Linked DNA regions of Mus musculus: region 1 is linked to region 2. Evidence: chromatin contacts called from public Hi-C data. All regions are on one chromosome and are shown on one strand. The core of a region is the stretch at or near the end of the contact, and the rest is flanking DNA. Distances in the headings are between cores, read along the strand shown.

Region 1 (2,700 bases), core at 73-2,572, 890 kb before region 2:
TGAACACCAGCGATGAAGAGCATTGACAGCACTTGCTGCTTGGTAATGAGATTCAGTGTTATAGGACTGTTATTTTTAGGGTTTAAACTATGAAAATCTCGTTTCCCCACTAGAGGCCTCTTTTCTGTCATTCTGGAGCACACCAGGTGAGAAACCCAGTGTCATCTTTGAAAGTAATAACAGATCACAAGTTAGCGCATAAAATACTGCTCTTGCAAGTCTGGTTGACAAGAGTGAGCTTAAAAATGGAATTTTGGGTTGGGACAAGCAAGGAATAGACACAGGAAGATAAATTTGAAAGTACTGAGTTAAATGAGGACAACGGGGGGCAGAATCTTGAAATGGACATATTCCTTGTGGCAAATCAAGTATCCATGCCCATTGCAAGTCTGCCTGCCCATGTCTGTCTGTCTGCCTGTCTATCCATCTATCCATAGTCATCTTGCACCTATCCTTCCATATGCCTCTCTGTGTGTATGAGTTGCCACTGGGTATACCCTACTGTACACCTCTAGGTGGTTTTGGTCTAAATCCCCTCCCTCGGTCACCTTTACCTCTTCATGCTCACACATACTTCATATTTGTCTGATTCCATGAGTAGAACTAGTAAAATGATTTTGTGTAGGTTTGGAAGCCTTTCTGGTTTGGCAATATGGGCTCTTGAGATAGAGGTTTCGATTATTCTATATTCTGATCCTATCAACCAGTGCATCAAATGTAGCTACTTAGAAAAATCCAGAAGTTTGATCATGGAGGTGCTCATGGCTTTGATGACAAGTCACATGTGTGATGATTTTTGAATGTGCTGCCTTGTGTCAACTTTTCTTAGGAGGACCAAACTTGAAAGAGGAACCCTGTCTCGAAAAAACAAAACAAAACAAATAAAAAAGTCAGCACCAGTCTCTACCCAAAGGCCGGCTCTGTCAAGCTTGTGTCCCCAATCAGAATGGACGTTCTTTTCTGTCTGCCTGATTCACCCTGGCCACAACTTTCTCACTATACTCTGTTTCTTGGGTCAAAGTGGTAGAGCCAAGCGTGACTTCCTGTTCACCTCTCAGCTGGTGTGCCCACTTCCAAAGCGATTCCCAGAGTGTGGCTCCTTCTCCTCTCACTGCTCGCTGTCATGATTACTTCAGTTGCTTCCTTACTGGCTTGTTTCTTCAGCAGCCTCCTTGCCTGGAGCTGTCCATGCAACTCTTCAAAATCCTCGGGGGTGCCACCACGTGGCTGTTTCCAAATTCTCTGAAGACTCCTCACTGAACACTTTAGTGCTTTGGGTCTGCCCATTCTCCGCCTCCAAGGGCAGCAAAGGGAGGCTCTCTGTCCACACTTGGCCTCCTCCTGACTCTCTGACTCACTGATTCCCTCCCACCTTCCATTCTCCCTGCCCACACTGTTTTCTTCCCCAGACGAGAGTGCTTGTCTGGCATTCCATTTTGTTTCTATTCAAATGTCACCTCCTCGGAGAGAGATTATCTTTGAGGATTTGAAATAAAGCACCATCCCTGGGTCCCATCCTCTCTGCACTGCTTCTCTTAGCCTGCTTGATTTTTTTTTTCACAATGGTCGTCATCTTCTGACATCCTATGCCTATGACTGGTTTCTCTGAAGGCAGGGTCAGCTTCCTGAGACAGGGGACTTTTCTTGGTCAGCATTATCTCCAGTGGCTGGAACAGTATCTAGCATGTACAAGGTGCTCATGAATTATTTGTTAGCCAAATGAAGGTTGGTGAAACGGCTCTGTGGGTCAAAGCAACTGCAGCCAAGCTTGACGACCCATTGGACTTATGTGGTTGGAAGGAGAGAACTGACTGACTACTCGTTAGCTGTCCTCTGACTTTTCCATGCACTGTGGAACTTGCACACCCACACACATGAGAGAGCACACACATGCTCGCGTGGTCCATACACACAAATAAACTAGGTATAAAAAATATAAATGAACAAATGAGGGTGTTGCTGGTGCTTTCTACAATGCCTTTATACATTATCTCTAGCAGTCATGTTGTTCAGATGCTGCTGGACGAGCAGTAAGGAAGTGCACTGAAACAAAACACGTTGAAGGTGGGATGATGCTCCTGATGACTCACACACTGAGAGCTCCTTGATCGGAGGAAGTTGCTCAGTAGAGCAGCTGGTAGATGGAGGATCCTGACAGGCACTGAAAACCAGAGACAGAGCAAGAAGCATAAGCAGAGACCATGGAGGAAGGTTGCTTACTTACTTCAGCCCACTGGCTTTCTTGTGGAGCCCAGAACCACCTGCCTAGGAATGGTGCTGCCCATGGTGGGCTGGGCCCTCCTATATTAATTAGCAACCAGGATCATGACCCCTAGACATAGCCACAGATGAAGTTGAGCTGGGAAGTTCTTCAATGAGGCTTCCTCCTTCCAGGAGTGCCCTGTGTTGTGTCAGGTTGACAAGAAAAATTAAACAAGATGCCAGGTGACCTATAAAACTTTCTTCTGGTTTTAAGTTTGCTATCATGGTGCCAAAAAAAATTTCTCTGTTTTCATAGCACCTTAAAGCACATTTCTGTAAGGGATGGATAAAGGAAAGGTGGGCTTCTTAAAATGATTGGCAGTAGAATTTTATTTAGTCACAAGGGCAAAATAAAATTACGAACTTTGCAGGGAAATGAGTGGACCTAGAAAGCATGATATTACAGGAGATGATCCAGGCTCAGAAAGACAAATAATT
Region 2 (2,825 bases), core at 39-2,538:
AAGACTACTGGGAAGATGTTCTTTTGTAAATTTTGATCAGTAACTATACCGCAGCTAAATATATGCTTCTTAAATTTGCTAAGCTTGAGAACCATTGGTCTGATAGAAGCTATTAATTATCTGTGTTAACCTAATTCAAACTATCACAGCCATATCTCATGTCTTCTCATGGTGTTGCCCCTAACCACAGTAGAGCCTAAGGCAATGGAAATTCAGCAATGTTCATTTTGCCTTCATTGAACACTTTGATATTTGATTCATTATAGATTTTCTTAAATACATTTTATTGGTTATTTCATTTATTTACATTTCAAACATTATCCCCCTTCCCAGTTTCCCCTCCACACCCCCCCATATTATAGCCCCTTCCCTTGCTTCTATGAGGGGGCTCCCCCACCCACCCATCCACTCCTGCCTCACCACCCTAGCATTCCCCTACACTGAGACATTGAGCCTTCACAGGACCAAGGGCCTCCCTTTCCATTGTTGCCAGATTTTTAACTATTGCATTAAAACCTTGCTTGTCTTCATGACTACACTTTTGTCAGTTTCTTAGATTTTTGTAGGCGAGCTATCTTTCTGTACCCCATCCTACTCCCATCTCACCATTCATTCCTTATGTCAGTCTAGTTTTCTAAGAACAGGTATAATTCCTGTTGTTTGGGCCTTGCAAGCTCCTGGTGGTACAAGAACTTACTCCCTTTCCCTGACACTGGCAGCATCGAGGGTGAGTAGAGGAGTGTGCGCCCCAGAGTTTAAATTGTGAATATTTGATGGGAGATGACTGCTTGCAGGTATTTGTTTGTGTTTACTTCCTTCTTTGTTTGAAGATTCTGTTTGTGTTTTTGTCCTTTATTTTGCTAGCTACAGACAATCTCAGTCAGGGTGGAGGGGAGGAGGTGGACACTTCTGTCTTTGTTGCTATCTTGTTGCTGTGACAAGGGATAAAGGGCTCATTTTGGCTCAGTCCCCTAGGAAAACTGCCCATCATGGTGGGGGAAGACAAGACAGCAGAAACAAAAAAACTTTCTGGTCACACTGCATCCACATTCAGGAAGTAGGGGGTGAAAAGGAAGTGAGGCTTTGTTAGAAAGCCTCAAGCCTGCCCTAGCACCAGAGTGGCCCATGTGCTCCAACAAAGCTCTGCCTCCTCGAGTTTCCCAACCTTGAACAGCGCCACCAACTGGAGACCAAGTATTCAAACACACAAGCCTTTGTACAGAACTCACATTCAAAGCACAGCAGCCCTTCTCTCTGCCATTGCTGCAGATCCATGCTCTCTGTAGAACTGGAAGATACAGGGCAACAGGCCAAGCTCAGCAGCTCCATTAAATCTGTCCCTGCTGGGTGTCAGTTATCTGCTTCACCACATGCTCACCAATTTTAATAATGGTCTATTGTGTGCTTCATAAAATGCTAGAGGCATTCATTTTAAATATTCTCCTCAACAACAAAAGAGGTGATGGCTATATATTCATCAGCTTGGCTGACTCTCTACAATGTATACATAGATAAAAATATCACACAGAACTATAAATAGACAGCTATTACTTGTCTGTTAAAAGCATTTTTATATTTTTAAAGACTGACAATATAGCTGTTTACTGTTTGACTATCATGCATAAGGCCCTGGGTTCTATCTGTATCTCCTTACCTCAAATGCTGGATTCTTCAAGGTTATTAGGAGCCCCACACAGAATATCCCTTCCTCCACTGTTCAAGCATATCAGCCCAAAATTGTTCAAGCATATCAGCTCAAAACTATGCACACCACAAAAAGAGGATCAGGAGACACAGCACAGGGAGACTCCTGGTGTTCCAGGCCCAGCATAGCTCAGCAGGAGTCAGAGTAAGACAAGACCGTCTATGGTTGAGTTTGCAAAGGGTCACTGCATCGGTTACCTTCCTGACAAAAAAATAAATCCGCAGCTTTATACTGATAACAGACTTCATTTTGACAGGAGCTTTAAAATGAGAAACCAAAATTGACTCAGTAAAGGAAGAAAATGGACAGTGTGACTCGCAAGAATAATTTAGCTCAGCACTTCCCAAAGTAGAGTAGACATGAAAAATTAACAATAATTGTTTTCGCTTGCTTACAAGGAATCCCAAGCTACTCTTAGGTCTTTTGTTATTTTCAGCATTTGTAGCTGTTACAGGAGTCACTGCTTTTACATGGTAAAGGGTATAAGCTTTGACAGACTCTAGAATATGTTAGCCACCATGCTACATGCCTCCAGCCACTATGATCTGTGACTCTCAAGGGCTTAAGAAAAATCTCTTCAGAGAAGTTCAAGCAAATCTCATTAGCATAGGAGTTTGTTTGACAGGTCTGAGGTGCTGCCTGTGTTTAAGTATGTACATTTTGGAGGGATACCTTTGGAAGCCTGAACACTAATCTATGTAGAAGGCAAGTGAGAAGTAAGCCAAATAAGTTGTAAACCCCACCAATGCCTTAAAGAGACTGGGATGAACAGAAATTCTTCAGGGAGAGTTTGGAATGCATGTTCTCTAAAATTCTCAGCTAGGAGCTTAACTCAGACCAGGAGCAACCTGAAATGGTGCACTTTGGTGATGTAGGTACTAATGCAGTCCCTATCACATTCAGTCCAATTATTGTCACTTGGCCATGCATACTGGAGCCATGAGGGACACAGAGGTCAGAAGGGGACCTTAAGGTACTGGATGTTGGAGGAGCAGGTGATGGCTCAAAGGCCACACAGAGCCCTGGCTGCCCAGAAAAAAGGAGGAAGGAAGACTGAATGGAGCTCATGTGGTCTGTTGCTATGTAAATCTCATCTCTAAGGAAAGGGCTGGCACAACTG

Evidence for each region. A called contact is a pair of places that touch in the nucleus more often than the background predicts.
Region 1: a contact with region 2 is called in a Hi-C map of cerebral cortex, with 2.6 times the contacts expected there. The contact joins two enhancer-like sites. A contact is called at or near these places in 2 of 484 Hi-C or Micro-C datasets (both in cerebral cortex) and 1 of 115 datasets of contacts at active chromatin or transcription factors (VIP interneurons).

Annotation. Positions count from the first base shown.
Region 1 is chr9:113,339,648-113,342,347 of GRCm38.p6, reverse strand. All of the region lies in intron 4 of Gm39436 (predicted gene, 39436), which reads left to right. Among named protein-coding and RNA genes, the nearest start is that of Gm39436, 18 kb to the left of the region's middle. Within about 2 kb of position 1,322, at least 19 of the 459 cell types and tissues checked have an H3K27ac peak or open chromatin away from gene starts, as enhancers often do. A contact at or near this core is called in VIP interneurons and cerebral cortex, where this site is marked.
Region 2 is chr9:112,446,099-112,448,923 of GRCm38.p6, reverse strand. No RefSeq gene overlaps it. Among named protein-coding and RNA genes, the nearest start is that of Gm24957, 75 kb to the left of the region's middle. Within about 2 kb of position 1,288, at least 19 of the 459 cell types and tissues checked have an H3K27ac peak or open chromatin away from gene starts, as enhancers often do. A contact at or near this core is called in VIP interneurons and cerebral cortex, where this site is marked.